2 separate regions of the Rattus norvegicus genome follow, and region 2 is linked to region 1. A link is a contact called in public Hi-C data. All regions are on one chromosome and are shown on one strand. The core of a region is the stretch at or near the end of the contact, and the rest is flanking DNA. Distances in the headings are between cores, read along the strand shown.

Region 1 (7,345 bases), core at 2,811-5,310:
AGAATGTTCTCTATGTTCACAGGGGAATTTTCAGCTCATCCTACACATGAAAAGGGTAAGAAGTTAATTTAAAAGAAGGAAATGGGGGGAGGGGAAGTCAGGGAGGGAAGAGATGGGAAGGGAAGGGAGGGAAGGGAAGGGAGCAAAAACAAGCAAGAAAGCACTGGAACAAGGCATAGCCCAGAGGCAGACTGTTTATACAGTATGGTCTGCATCCCGTCTCCAGAACTAACCAGGGGAAAGAGAAAAATGAAGAGGAGAAGAGGAGGGGGAAGAGGGATGTTATAATAAACTGAATTGGCCTGATTAAGTAAAAGACACTAAAATGACTTTGAGCATAACCAACAGAGTTAGAGTAAAACAGAATTTATGCTTTGCATTGTTTTCTCAACAGGTTGGTGAAGTTCCTGGGCTGGAGTCGGGAAGGTAGAAGTGAGCCTTTGTTCAGGGCTTCTCCTGTGGTGTCTCAGGGTCACCAGTGCTGGGTCATTTGGAGCTGCATTGCCACAGTCAGCTATGGCCACTCACAATTAACAGAGGAAGCTGTGTGGGCAAGACTAAGGAAAATGGGTCACTTAGCTGCTTCTAGGGCACTCAAGGCCAGGAGGCAGGGCCTCCACCCACCACAGCCACCCAGCCCGGGGGAACCAGCTCTACTGCCTTTCTCTTTGATGTCAGGCAGCTTTGTGCTTCACTCTCTCTGTCTTTCCAGGAGTTAGGGAGAGTGAAAGTGGAAACAAAGGTAAGGACACAGAGGTAGGCACCAGCTCAGCTCCCGGAGGAACAGAAGGACAGCGCTCTGCTGCTCTGCAGTGCAGTAAGAAGAAGCTGACTGGGTTGCTTTCTCCACTTATTATTATTAAGGCTGATCTCCGCTGACTCACCCTTTTCACATATCATCGTCAGTTAAATGGGATTATGGGAGACGTCTAGCATGAAATTACAGCAAACTAGAAAGAACAAGTACCTTTAAGTCTGTTCAAAAACTATCTGTGCCCTTCAGCACTAAGCGATACCCATGAGGACCTGCAGCTTGAGTTGCTGGTGACGAATGGCTGGTAGCCTGCTGTTTGTACCTATGGTAAGTATCTGAAAGGTATCTTCCATGGGCAGATTTGGGTGTGGTCAGAGTGTGAGTAGCTAGAGGACTTCACATCCAGTCTGGGCTCCACCCTACCTGGACTCTTCTCTGCAGAAGTGCATACATGCACACACACACACACACACACACACACACACACACACACACACACACACGCCTAAGAAATATATCAAGTGTGACAGTAAAGAAGTGACTAATGATTTAACACATGCAGTATAATGTTGTACCAAGAATAGAGATTCTGGGTCTAGGGTCCCAGGTTTGGAAAGTCCGATTCTGAATTGGCCTTCAACACATTCTTTAAGTTCTCAGGGCCTTGGTTTCCACATCCACGTGTATTGCTGTTCTTTTTGCAATAACAAAGGAACGGACCCACATAGATGTCCATCCGCAAATAAATGAATAGTGAAAATGAGGAACATGTTTACAGTGGAATCTTAAGCAACGATAAAGAAAAACGTGTGCAGGAATACGGGCGTAACCAGAAAATGTTACATCGAGGGAGGTGACCAGGCAGAGAGACCAACACCACATGTCCTTGCTCATATATAGGTCCTGATTTTTAAGTGTTAAATATGTAAATCCAGAGGTGTAAGTGTTATGTAGAGGTCAGGAAACTAAAGGAGCCGAGAGATTTTTTTTTTAAAGATGCTTTAAGGGAGGGATGGAGAGGATTCTGAGGCTTATGTGACATAGAACCAGAAGGGAGAACACTGGGAGTGAAGGAAAGGATCCAGCAAGAATGGGGGAAGCAGGGAAATGGGGTCGTGGAGCAGAGTCTAAGGATAAGAAACAACAACTAAGTATATGGAAAGACCTCAAAGAAACTTGCTACTTTGTAAGCTAACTCAAATAAATAAATCAAATAAAAATAAATCATGAAGGGTAAGGAAAAAAAAGAAAAGAAAGAAATATATTCAAACCAGGACAATGCTGGTCCTGTCATGTGGGGGCCACCCAAGACTCATGTAAGGTGCGCAGAGAAAAGCCTAGCACACAGTTCTCAGGCAGTAGAGTTATCTGCGGCTGTGCTCACATTGCATGCAAACATTTGAATGCCGGCAGTTGTGCTCAGCACATCACGAGGAGAGGAAACCATGACTATGGGCGTGCTTTATGTGGGGAATACTGTCTACACATGATTACAGATGCCCGGCCTCGCTCTCCAGCTCAGTACCAGGACAACAGTGTCAAACGAAGCTGAGTCACATATCCAAGGGAGACGGTGCTAACATTCAAATCTAGATCTTTCTTCTCTATTCCCTGAAAACACAACCCCTCCCATCCCAAAATACCCAAGGAATTTCCTTCAGAGCCCCATAATCTTGCACATAATGTCTCTGGCACTGGAAAATTTTCTCTTGATTAAAAAAGAAAGGGGGTTATGAGAAAAATTCAGAAGTCATTTATCATCAAGGTAAATAACGCAACTAGAAAATCGTGCTTTGATCTAAAAATAAGGCGTGATTAATACCCTTGGGTGGCTGACACTCTAGGAACACTTCCAAAAAAATGTTTTTTAACATGTCTGACAAATTTACTATCTCAGGAAGACTGTATTTCCTACTCTGTTAATTACTTTTTCTTCACTGAAGACCCGGCAGACACAATTTAAGGGAGAAAGGTTTATTTGGGTTCATGGTTCAGGGGCTGCAGTCCATCATGGCAGAGGGCTTGCCTGGTTTATGTCAGGGCAGGGGGCCCCAGTGCTTGTTACACGGTGCCAGCTCAGGCTGGAAACAGCCCTCCCAAACAGCTCCCAGCAGCCACTCACATCTGAAAGCCATGCCTCCTCCTGCCTCAAAGATTCTGTAAACTCTCAAAACAGTACCAGGAGTTGGGGGACTCAGTAACCAAACTCACGAGACTGTGGGGACGCTTCATATTCAAACCATAACACCTACCTAGGGATTCCTCCACTTCCATGCTGAGCCCATTCCGTGGCCTAGATTCTGCGGCAGAGTACACTAGGCAAGGGGTGTAATTAAATGCTTGCTAAAGCTCCTCTAGGTAGGGCCAGACTTTCTGACACACATGCTTTTTGGCTCCAGTAGCATCTAATGTACTCAGAAGTAATCTCTAGCCTGGAAGTGTCTTAGAAATGTTGGTCCTCCAATTAAAATGATCATCTGAGACCACCTCTAGCAACTAGGGCTGGTGAATTGGAGGCTCTGTCCACTTATATCTCTCCCATGAGATAAGCTGCATTTGGGAATCACCTAGGTATGCCGATACTCTTGACACAGACATAAGGGCAAGTCCACTCATAGCTGGATTGACAGGTCAGACGGGGAATAGGCTGTCTAGAGCTCCAAGTTATGTTGTCTCTTACTTATTCCTGGTGGAGAGATGAGGAAAGAGGGAGGTAGGAAACAGACAGAAAAATGAGGTAGTTGATCTTATATCTTATTAGAAATAAAAATCATAATTACTCTCAGTAAAAAGTATTCGCAGACAAGATCAGCTGTGTGGAAAGGGAAGTGATCCAAAGCATGCTGGCTGTTGTGTCTTTTGTCTGTCTACACAGCGTCTGAATTCTTAACTTGTCCCATCATACTGCCTTCATTCGGATTAGCCCTGTTCTAATTTAGCTGTTAATAAATGACTACAGGAAAGTCCAAAGTAGGGAGAAAATTTAACTGCTCTACCACCCAGGGAGACATTGTTTTAAGACCAAAAACAAGCCAGAGATGACTAAAATTAGGTTTCATTCTTTGCCTCCCAAACCCTGATCCCTAATCCTTGAGAACTATTTTTGCATGATCTTGCTTCTGTAGACTTTGGGGTTGGTTCTCCGAGAAGGAGAAAGTCTAGAGATGAATGACGGGGAGGGAGAAGGGGGCTCTTGTGATGAAACTGTCAAGATCAGCTCATGTTGGCAAAGGCACGGATGATACCAACATGCTGTTACATGAAGAGCGTTCACTCATACGGCTTAGAAAGACGGTGACATTTCAGCTTGGCATCTCAGCAGTTCTACCTTTGAGCTTGGAAGACTGCCCGAGCAACAGAGTCATTCCAGACGACTTCCTTGCCCTTTTAATTACGGCAAAGGTTGTGGGGTGGGATACTCATCCACTCTCAAGAAATGCCAGAGGCCTATTTTCTGTCCAAAAATAGTAAAAGGATGGACTTCCTAACCTTTGACTAAGCAAAAAACACAAAGCTTGTTAGACAGCGAGCCTCTATGCCCTGAATCCCAGGTTGCAGAAGATCAGATGTGACAAATATTGAATTTGTGAAGCACAAAGTCTGAGACAGAAATTCAGCAGGGCCCTCATTGCATGAACCTCAGATAGCCATGACGTTGGATATTGCATCATTCCTCATGAGGTCACACTCAGAGCCAAGGTCTCCCTGCAAGTCTGTCAGCTGTGATCTTTATGGAAGTTGATTTGCAAGCAGTGCCTTCTCTCTGACCTGTACGGCTGCCATTGAGTGTGAGGAAAGAGGACATGGGCTAGAATTGCAGGGACCACAGTTCTAGTGGAGTGAATAAGGTCCCTGTTTCTTCTGATCAGTTGAGGCAGGTGATGGGGAGAGAGAAAGGTGGATAGAACCTGCAGGGAAGGAAGCTGGGGTGAAGGGCTAGAAGGAGGCATGGTGTTTGCACAGAAAGGAGATCGAAGATAAGATCCACTGGATGTGTTCTCTACTTCTGAAAGGAAAATAGAGCAAACCTTGGGCCCTGATACCTGAGGGCAGATGGGCTGACAAGGGACACTGTTCCAGATCTGGAAGACTCACGTCAACCAACTTAAAAGGCCTTGTAGGCAGAAGCAAGGCCTCCCTGATGAAGAAGAAATTCTCACTGTGGACAGCAGCTGTACCCAGGAGCTCTACCTGTCTCTACTGACAGCCTGCCCAACCCGAAGGTATCAGGCTTACCTTCTAGCCTCACCTCAACCATGTGAAGCCGTCTTGTGCAATACATGTCATGTTTATCTCCTACTGACTCGGCCTCACGTGTTGGAACTGACCTGATACAGATGGAAACGCCCAGATTCCTCCTTGGCATGGAAAGGGCTGCATCCTCAGCTATAGCTTTGCTTCTGACTTTCCATTGGCCACCCACCTTCAGGAAGTGCCTGACCAGACAGAGTCACCTTGCCCTATGCCCCACTTCCTTCCTGAGGCAGCTCACTCTGGTTAGTAATGTGGGAGTGTAAAGGCCTGGCCCTACTCCAACCTGGGGTAACCCTGAAGGGCTGCCCGTCTTAAGAGCCTCCTGAGAGAGAACTTGGCTGAAGCTCACCCTGGCTGACTGTAGCCAAAAGCCCCCTACTCCTCAGAGTTTTCCTTCCTGTCTTTCCTCTGGTCTGACTCTGAGGGCATGGCCACATGGGTTTCCTGCCCCAGATTCTCTCTCAGTTATGCAGGGAGCCCATCTGTACCAGGAACCTTGTCCCTGAGCTTCCACTTCCTGCATCTTTGGCCCTTCCTGGGCATTAATCTCTTTCCATCACCAGGCATAGATGCTTTCGGCTTGGCTTTCATTTTAGAGGATGAACCCAGAGTCATGATCCCCATCCACAAGTTCTGCATCAGCTTCATCACCCACCTGCTTGCTCTTTCCTTCCCACCTAAAATTCTTGAGGAGCTAAGGTAACACCATCTCTCCTTTACCTCCCTTGCACTTCCTTGGCCACCACCACTCCACTGAAACTGCTTTTCCTAAGACATTGCACCCTCTGCAGCCTGTCCCATGTTTGACTAGGGGGTTGACAGAGTCAGTCTCTCTCTCTCTCTCTCTCTCTCTCTCTCTCTCTCTCTCTCTCTCCCCCTCCCTCTTTCCCTCCCTCCCTCTCTCTGAAATTGCTTGTCTGCTCCAGTAACTTCTAGATTTCATGTATCTGTTAAGAAACTCATCTCCAGGATGTCTCCATAGCTCCCAGTCAACTACTGAACTGCTTCCCCATTGTACTCTCCCCTCCCCTTGTACATCTGGCCACAGTCTTGGCTTTAGGTATCACATGTAAGCTAAAGACTGTTAAATCCTTGCCTCCAATCTTGACCAGTGACCTAGGCTCTACACGTGCTGTATTTCCTTCCATTGAGCACTTTTCCAAACGTCCTATCTGGGGTAACACTGGATTCATACCCACACAAGCTCCTCTTTCTGAGCCAACAAGACAAAGCTACTCTTGTCACCAATGAGCCTCCTGCCCCTCACTCTTTCTCCTTTACCCACTCTCCCTGCATCTTCTCTCTGGCCACTCAACCAGCTCTGACCCTAAGAATTTTGATGTCTTCCTAGAACGGGTGAACTGTGCTGCCTTTGAAACCCAGCAAGCTGAGCTTTAGAGTGGTTGATTCTGTCCTTTCTCTGGTCAGACACCAACCACAAATCAAGAAGACCATAAGGCCAAAGGGGCTTTTTCGCCACAAGCCTCAATTCTAGGCCAGGTTTCTGTTTCCAAGATAGCAGAACTACCATCCGTATGGCCCAAGCTTGTTTCCGGAGCCTGCTCAGGGCTCACCTCCAGATCCGCGCCCTCACTGCGCACTGCATCACTGGACTACAGCACTGTAGGCTTCAGACGGATGTTGGGCATAGAAGCTCATTCTTCATATCCAGCTATGTATAAACAATATAAACAAGATGAAGTTTCAAGCTAAGGAGAAACATGGGTAAAGTGATTAGTTGTGCTTTTTCTTGCTGTCTCAAAAAAAAAAAAAAGTTAGGGAAAATGGTTCTAACTAGGGAGCATCCTTCACATGCCAAGTACCAAAGACAGGATCTTTAGGATTCAAAGATGAGGTCGATCTATCAGGACCCCTGATAGTCACAGGAACAAAGAAAGGAGCTACAGTTTTGTAAAGGTACCTTTGAAGAGTTGTTTAGCAAGCCAGGACGGAAGCCCACCAAGGTGACAATGGGAAGCCCTCCCACCTGGGAGGACACTGGATGTGGACCTGGAAGCTTGTGGATGTTGGCCAGGCTTGAGAAAGAAGTTTAGCAAGGAAAACCACCACAGGTGGCTGAGCGATCTGGAGGCTCAGGAATGGAGGGCTGAGAAGACAGCAAGAGCTGTGATTCGAGGCATCATGGGGCCTGCCAGGAGCGTCTACTTCACCCCTAAAGCGATGGGGAAGTTTTAAGTTTTTAAAGAAGGTGGTCTGTTATCTGTGTCTTTCAAAGATCTCCTCCTGGTACCAGAAGGGGTCTCCTGACCTTCCAACCCTGCTTCTCCCTCAGAGTCCAGCCAACTCCTGACCCCACCCCTTCTCCAAACACTTGGC
Region 2 (7,345 bases), core at 3,599-6,098, 66 kb before region 1:
AGGGAGACAAGCTCCTGGACATGTAGAGTTACCGTGCTGTCTATGGTTGTCAATCCTGGGACAATGCCAAAGTCTACTAAAGAAATAAATGTATGGAACACAAGACAGTGGCTGTGTGTGCAGGCACACGGTCATCCATAGAAAGTCACACACCTATTTTAAAATAAGGGTCATCTTAGAAAAGTAAAAGGAATGTGAATATAGTTTGGGTTGTCTTTGAATCACTGCATTTCTTATAAGATTATTTGGAAAAACTGGGCAATGTATTAAGGTGGTGTTTTGTCCGTTCAGTAGCGCGTTCTTAGGTCTCAGATTATCATTTGTACACTTGACGTACCTCTTCTCTGAAAACAATTGAGGAAAGGCTTGGAACCGAGCAGTGATTAATCTAATTCAAGCCTAGATTAATACAGCTCTGGGACTTCAGCATCTTTAGAACAGGTTCCCTGACAGTAATTATTTACTGATTGTCTATATACAATAAGTACTGTGGCAGAGTCACATAAAACATTAGTTGAACGTGGGTACTGGAGAAAATTTCCTGAACAAAACACCAATGGCTTATGTTCTAAGATCAAGAATCTTTGCATAAAACTGCAAAGCTTCTGTAAGGCAAAGGACACTGTGGTTAGAACAAAACATCAACCAACAGATTGGGGAAAGGTCTTTACCAATCCTATAACAGATAGAGGACTTATATCCAAAATATACAAAGAACTCATGAAGTTAGACTGCAGGGAGACAAATAACCCTACTAAAAAATGGGGTTCAGAGCTAAACAAAGAATTCACAGTTGAGGAATGCCGAATGGCTGAGAAGCACCTAAAGAAATGTTCAACATCTTTAGTCATAAGGGAAATGCAAATCAAAACAACCCTGAGATTCCACCTCACACCAGTCAGAATGGCTAAGATCAAAAACTCCGGTGACAGCAGATGCTGGCGAGGATGTGGAGAAAGAGGAACGCTCCTCCATTGTTGGTGGGACTGCAAACTGGTACAACCACTCTGGAAATCAGTCTGGAGGTTCCTCAGAAAATTGGACATTGCACTACCTGAGGACCCAGCTATACCTCTCTTGGGCATATACCCAAAAGATGCTCCAACGTACAACAAAGACACATGCTCCACTATGTTCATAGCAGCCTTATTTATAATAGCCAGAAGCTGGAAAGAACCCAGATGCCCTTCAACAGAGGAATGGATACAGAAAATGTGGTATATCTACACAATGGAATATTACTCAGCTATCAAAAACAATGACTTTATGAAATTCATAGGCAAATGGATGGAACTGGAAAATATCATCCTGAGTGAGGTAACCCAATCATGGAAAAACACACATGGTATGCACTCATTGATAAGTGGATATTAGCCCAAATGCTCGAATTACCCTAGATGCACAGAACACATGAAACTCAAGAAGGATGACCAAAATGCAAATGCTTCACTCCTTCTTTAAAAGGGGAACAAGAATATCCCTGGGAGGGGATAGGGAGGCAAAGCTTAGAACAGAGGCTAAAGGAACGCCAATTCAGAGCTTGCCCCTCATGTGGCCCATACATATACAGCCACCAAACTAGATAAGATGGATGAAGCAAAGAAGTGAAGGTTAACAGGGACAGGATGTAGATCTCTCCTGAGAGACACAGCCAGAATATGGCAAATACAGAGGCGAATGCCAGCAGCAAACCACTGAACTGAGAATAGGACCCCCGTTGAAGGAATCAGAGAAAGGACTGAAAGAGCTGAAGGGGTTTGAGACCCCATATGAACAACAATGCCAGCCAACCAGAGCTTCCAGGGACTAAGCCACTACCCAAAGACTACACATGGACTGACCCTGGGCTCCAACTGCATAGGTAGCAATGAATAGCCTAGTAAGGGCACCAGTGGAAGGGGAAGCCCTTGGTCCTGCCAAGGCTGGACCCCCAGTGAACGTGATTGTTGGGGGGGTGGTAATGGGGGGAGGATTGGGAGGGGAACAACCATATAGAAGGGGAGGAGGAGGGGTTAGGGGGATGTTGGCCTGGAAACCAGGAAAGGGAATAACATTTGAAATGTAAATAAGAAATACCAAATTTAATAAAGATGGAAAAAAGAAAGAAAGAAAAAGAAGACATAGAAAAAAATTAGTTGAAACTTGCTTTGTGGTACCAGTCTGATCATATTATATCTAACAATGATTGAGGAGGTCCTTGGGGGTCCAGACTAGTGGTACTTTGTAATTAATTCTGCTCTTGGTCATTTTATAGGATCTTCCAGGTATGTTTAACTTGATGTAAGGTAGGAAGAATATATCACAATAACCAATAAGACATAATTCAGCTTGCAGGGCTCCAGGCAGAATTTTAAGGCTTTGACCAAATTATATGCTTTGATCTTGACCACAACCCTGCATGGGCCAGGTATTATGTCGTCCTATAGATGAAAAACAAATGGTTTCATTGCTGTGGTTTGAATGGGTTTCCCCTAAGTGCACGTTAGACATGTAACCCCCAGAGAAACAGAGTTGTGGGGGAGGAAACCAGAGGAAGCTTGTTCATAAAGATGAATAAAGGTGAATGGTTATTCATGGATGGTTTAGTGGCAACTACTGAAAAGCTTGAGTCTTTGAGATTGAGTGATCTATCTATTCATCTATCTATCTATCTATCTATCTATCTATCTATCTATCTGCCATCTATCTACCTACCTACCTACCAACCAATCAATCATCATCTATATCTATTATATCTATGTATCTATCATCTATCATCATCTTTATCTATTATATCTATGCATCTATCATTAATCAATAAATTAATCAATTTATCTAAATATCTATCTTTCTTTCTCCTCTCTCTTTGCCTTTTTCTCCATAGCTTCCTCCTTCCCTCTCTGCGTCCTACCACTAGATGACACAGCCAAAAGACACTCACTTCTCGACCTTGGGCTTGCCAGATCTTGGAGCTGTAGGAAGCACTTCTCTTTCTCTATAAGTTGTCCAATCTCAGCTCCTTTTTCTCTTCCTTTTCCTCTTATGCCATAATGAGAGCATACATACAAGGCCTCATACATACAAGGTCCACACTGACACTGACTATTCTCCGCTGCTCTATTAGAGCAGTACAACCACCAACCAAACAGAAACCAGACATAGACTATGGAGTTAGGTTTCGCTGGTCACTGAGCAAGAAGTGACAGGATCAAAATATAAACTTACCCATAAAATATACCCCCTTGAGAGCTCTCTGATGGCCATTCTGCTCTGTTGCAGTTACAACTAGACAATCACTCTCTAGACAGGAAGTTCCCTGAGCATGCTCAGGACACCTGCTCCATGCATCTTGGAGATACAGAATGCAGGTTCTGTCGTGGAGCCTTGTGGGTCGCCAGGCTCACTGGGATGTTGCAATTAAGCATCCCAGTTCACTGGGATGTTGTAGGAAAGGAAATGTTGTCACTGCTGGATCCTCTGGACTCCAAACAGTTTGTCATGTAATAGGACTGCAGTGGATAGTTATTGAAAAAGAGAGAACTGAATAATTTCTCTTTTCTTTTTTGAAAGTTTCTTCAGAAAGCCCAGTTTCTCACAGATTGAAGCAAAGAAACTCTGACTGAGATTTTGAAGAGTAGGTGTGGCTCCTGCAGGACCCGCCTGCAGCCTGATGCCCACTCATAGAATCCACATTCTCAGAACCTAGATGTCTGAACCTGCTATCCAGGGAGACCCCAGAAAAGAGCTAGTGGTTCTGACTCAGTCCCGGAGTTTGTTCCTTAGTCACCGAATAAGGCAGGATGTGGCCCGGGACTGAAGCTACTCAGAAGTGAGAATACATTTCTAGGAAAAAGGACAGCTGCTTGGTAATTAGACGATTGTGTAATTAAAGTTACTCCAGGACACCTTAATTCATGCACAGAGAGCTAAATGATGACTTTCTGCTTCATAAATTGAGAATTTAGCAGGTGCATTGTAAGCTGCCACATTCTGTGAAATGCTACTAAACAGAGAGAGGGTGTTTATCAGGGAGTTTAAAAATATATTACTAAGATGGCTTTATTGCTAACTTAAGGATTGTGTATTTAGTAGTAGAAGTGGATTTTGACACTCTTTTGACATCTTTCAACCTTTCTGCCCGTTTTCCAAGAACCTTTTATGCCTCTTACAGAACCGTAATAAAAAGCATATGCCTGACGGTAGACCATGTGCCCCGTAAGGTGCCTTGGGCTCACTCCCTACACTAAATACACACCCCACTCCTGGTAGCCCACAGCAGCCCTCCAGAGAAACACAGACTGATAAGTTCAAGGGCATCCATGCATACCTAGTGAGTTCACGACTCATTAGGATGAGTGTCATGGAGAGACTTAAGACGAGGTCTTCGAAAAGGAGAGCAGGGATACTAGAGATCCACTTCCATGGAGGAGTGCTTGTCTAGAAAGCACAGGGTCCTGAGTCTGAACTCCAGAGTGTGGAAACGAATGGGCATTACAGCAAGCAGGTGGCAAATACCTGTCATTTCAGTACTTGGGAAACCGAGGAGGACTGCCATGTTGAGGTTAGCCTGTATTATAGAGAAAGATCCTGTCACACAGAGAGAAATTGGAGTTACAGCAACCTCTCAGCCAGGGGTTGCTTGGGGGAAAGAAACCTGTGCTCGAACGTGTGGCCATGTCTGGGTAGGAGGTGAACATCGGGGACGCCCATCCAATTATCCCTTCTGGAGGTGCACTCCCTGTTCTTTCAGGAGCATATTAATCATTTTTACGCTATCCTGACTCCTAATCACAGGCGTATCCAGTGTTGTCAAAACAGTGCCTGCCCGCATCTGTTTTCTGTGCCTGGCCCGGCTTCCAGGGAGTGTTGGCGAGAGAATGCAGAACAAGTGATTGACAGTCAATGTTGACATTCTGTGGCTCTTTGGAAATGGGAACAATCTGGCTCTGATGTTGTAATTCCTCCTTTTATGGGCAAAAGCCAGCGCCTCAGCATGAATGAGCTTTGCCGTAAGCTCTGAAACGCACCCCAGACACACCACGTCCTTCCCGCACGCCCACTCTGCGGCAGACAAGAGACAGACAAGAACCTTTTTCATCTCCATTTCGAAGTCTCCATGAAACCGAGTGAAGGAGAAGACTTAAAGAGAAAAACAAGTCCTGGTGGGACTTCCCTTCCCTTTGGTTTCAACCACATTCCTCCTCACAACTCATCGCCATGTTTTTAATTACACAAGTAACAATTAAAACAGCACAGGTAGGAAAAGCTCTGCCTATTCCCCAATCCTCTACTGTTTCCTTCTGATTAACTTTATTATCCATCCACTGTACCTCGTACCAGAATATATAGATTTTCCTTAAGTGTATACATTCATAGGTATGTGTGTGTGTGTGTGTGTGTGTATGACTTGTGTATGAGTGTGTAAAGCATATATGTTTATATGCGTTTATAGTTCCACATACAGAAAGGTAAGTGCTTGTTGAGAAAGGACGTTGTTTGGTACACAAATTGCATTGAATCTTGCATCACGCGCTACAACTAGCATATCTATTTTACGAATGGGTGCAGAACATGTTTTCACACCAAGAAATGTCGACTGAGCTCTTTTGTTTTAGAGGAAGCACAATTTTTCACAGACTGGATGCGTTTATTCTCTAGACACAAAATTTTGGATTATTTTCAGTCTTTTCACTGTCACAGTCATGCCATCACACAGCTCATTGTCCGAGTCTTTTTGAAATCCCTGGACTCACCGTGGGTGTAACACCCCAGCCTGCAGCCCACAGGCCACATGTGTCTCAGGACAGATGTGAACACAGGCTAACACAGAGCCGTGGGCTCACTTAAAACACCAAGGGATTCCTCTTGTGATTTCTTTCTGTAACTGTTCTCCAGCCTGAACTTAGGGTAGATGACAAATGTCTGTTGCAATGGCGAAAGGTTGGGCAATCCTGCAAGGTTACGCTGGCTCCTCTGAAGAACAGTAAAGACTATTAACCGACCTTGCTTGTGCTGCCAGACCACAAGACTACAGGCATTCTGGACATCAGGAAACCCAAGACCTGGGTGCTGATGGAGTCAGTTCCTGGTGAGGAATTCCTCAACTGCATATGGCTGACCCCTCTTACTGTGTCCTTGAATTGTAGGAGAGAAGGAGAGAGGGAGAAAGGGAAAGAGGGAAAGAGAGAGAGAGAGAGAGAGAGAGAGAGAGAAAGAGAGAGAGAAGGAAGGGGAGGGGAAGATCACATACTTCTTTGTTTTCTCTTCTTATAAGGGCACTAATTACACCAGAAAAGCCCCACCCTTGTCATGTCATCTATGCCAAGCAACATGCTACGGAACATAGCATTACATGTATGGACAGTAGGGAGACCCAAACTTTCAGTTCAAAGCATTCCACCTCTGGTATCCGCCCACCTCATTCATGTCCTTCCTTCATGGAAACACACCCATTCATCCCACTGATTCAAAAGTCTTAACTCATTCTAAACACTAATTCTACAGCCAACTGCATTTAAATATCATCTTAATTGGATGTGATTGAGATTCAAGGTGTCATTAACTCAAAGCAGAGCTCTCCAGCTGTGGGATAATGAAACCAGATGTTATATGCTTTCAAAAGGCAATTATGAGGAAGGCCTAAGATGAAGGAATCTCATTTTATAGTTGAGAAATTAGAAGGAAGAAATTTGAGATAAGTCTAGAGTAATTCCACACCCTAGCAAGGGAAACTCCATTGGAATTAAGGCTCACATATCCAGAATTAACTGAATTAGAACCAAGGCTCCCCAGGGGTCCGATGCTCTGCCTTCCACACTCAGAAGTACATCCTACCCTGCCTCCTTCCAATGGTTTCTCGCACAGGCTCTGGGTGGCTGCTTCTGGTACCCACAAACCAAGATTCCCCTCTAACAAGAAAAGCAGCAGGGCAGTGCCAAAGCACTCTGAATCATTCTTAACTAAGAGAGCACTGTTGCTTCTGAGCAGCCAGTCGTGGAGTACCTGGGAAGTGTGGCAGTCTTTGCTCTGCTTGTCCCATTGGCATTCATTCCCTCAGTATGAACTGTTTCTGCAAAAGTGGCTGCTTAGGCCTCACATTCAACTGCACACAAATCTTATTGAAACCACGGCTGGCCATATCACAAGTGTTCTCTTCTGAGTAAATGCTCTCTCTCTCTCTCTCTCTCTCTCTCTCTCTCTCTCTCTCTCTCTCTCTCCCTCCCTCCCTCCCTTCCTCCTTCTACTTCTCTTCTACTGCTGAGATCAAATGTCCACCTCTTCCATGAGATGCTTATCCCATTACAGTCTGACTTACATCCAAGTTAGTCACCTCCTAAAGATTCTCCCTTCAAATAGCTGCACATTA

What was found. A called contact is a pair of places that touch in the nucleus more often than the background predicts.
Region 2: a Hi-C map of liver shows a contact between it and region 1, with 2.9 times the contacts expected there. The contact joins two enhancer-like sites. A contact is called at or near these places in 2 of 12 Hi-C or Micro-C datasets (kidney and liver).

Annotation. Positions count from the first base shown.
Region 1 is chr2:45,392,281-45,399,625 of GRCr8, reverse strand. The region is part of intron 1 of LOC102554307 (a long non-coding RNA gene); the gene reads right to left. Among named protein-coding and RNA genes, the nearest start is that of Map3k1, 250 kb to the right of the region's middle. Within about 2 kb of position 4,060, at least 6 of the 93 cell types and tissues checked have an H3K27ac peak or open chromatin away from gene starts, as enhancers often do. A contact at or near this core is called in liver, where this site is marked.
Region 2 is chr2:45,459,429-45,466,773 of GRCr8, reverse strand. No RefSeq gene overlaps it. Among named protein-coding and RNA genes, the nearest start is that of Ankrd55, 180 kb to the left of the region's middle. Within about 2 kb of position 4,848, at least 12 of the 93 cell types and tissues checked have an H3K27ac peak or open chromatin away from gene starts, as enhancers often do. A contact at or near this core is called in liver, where this site is marked.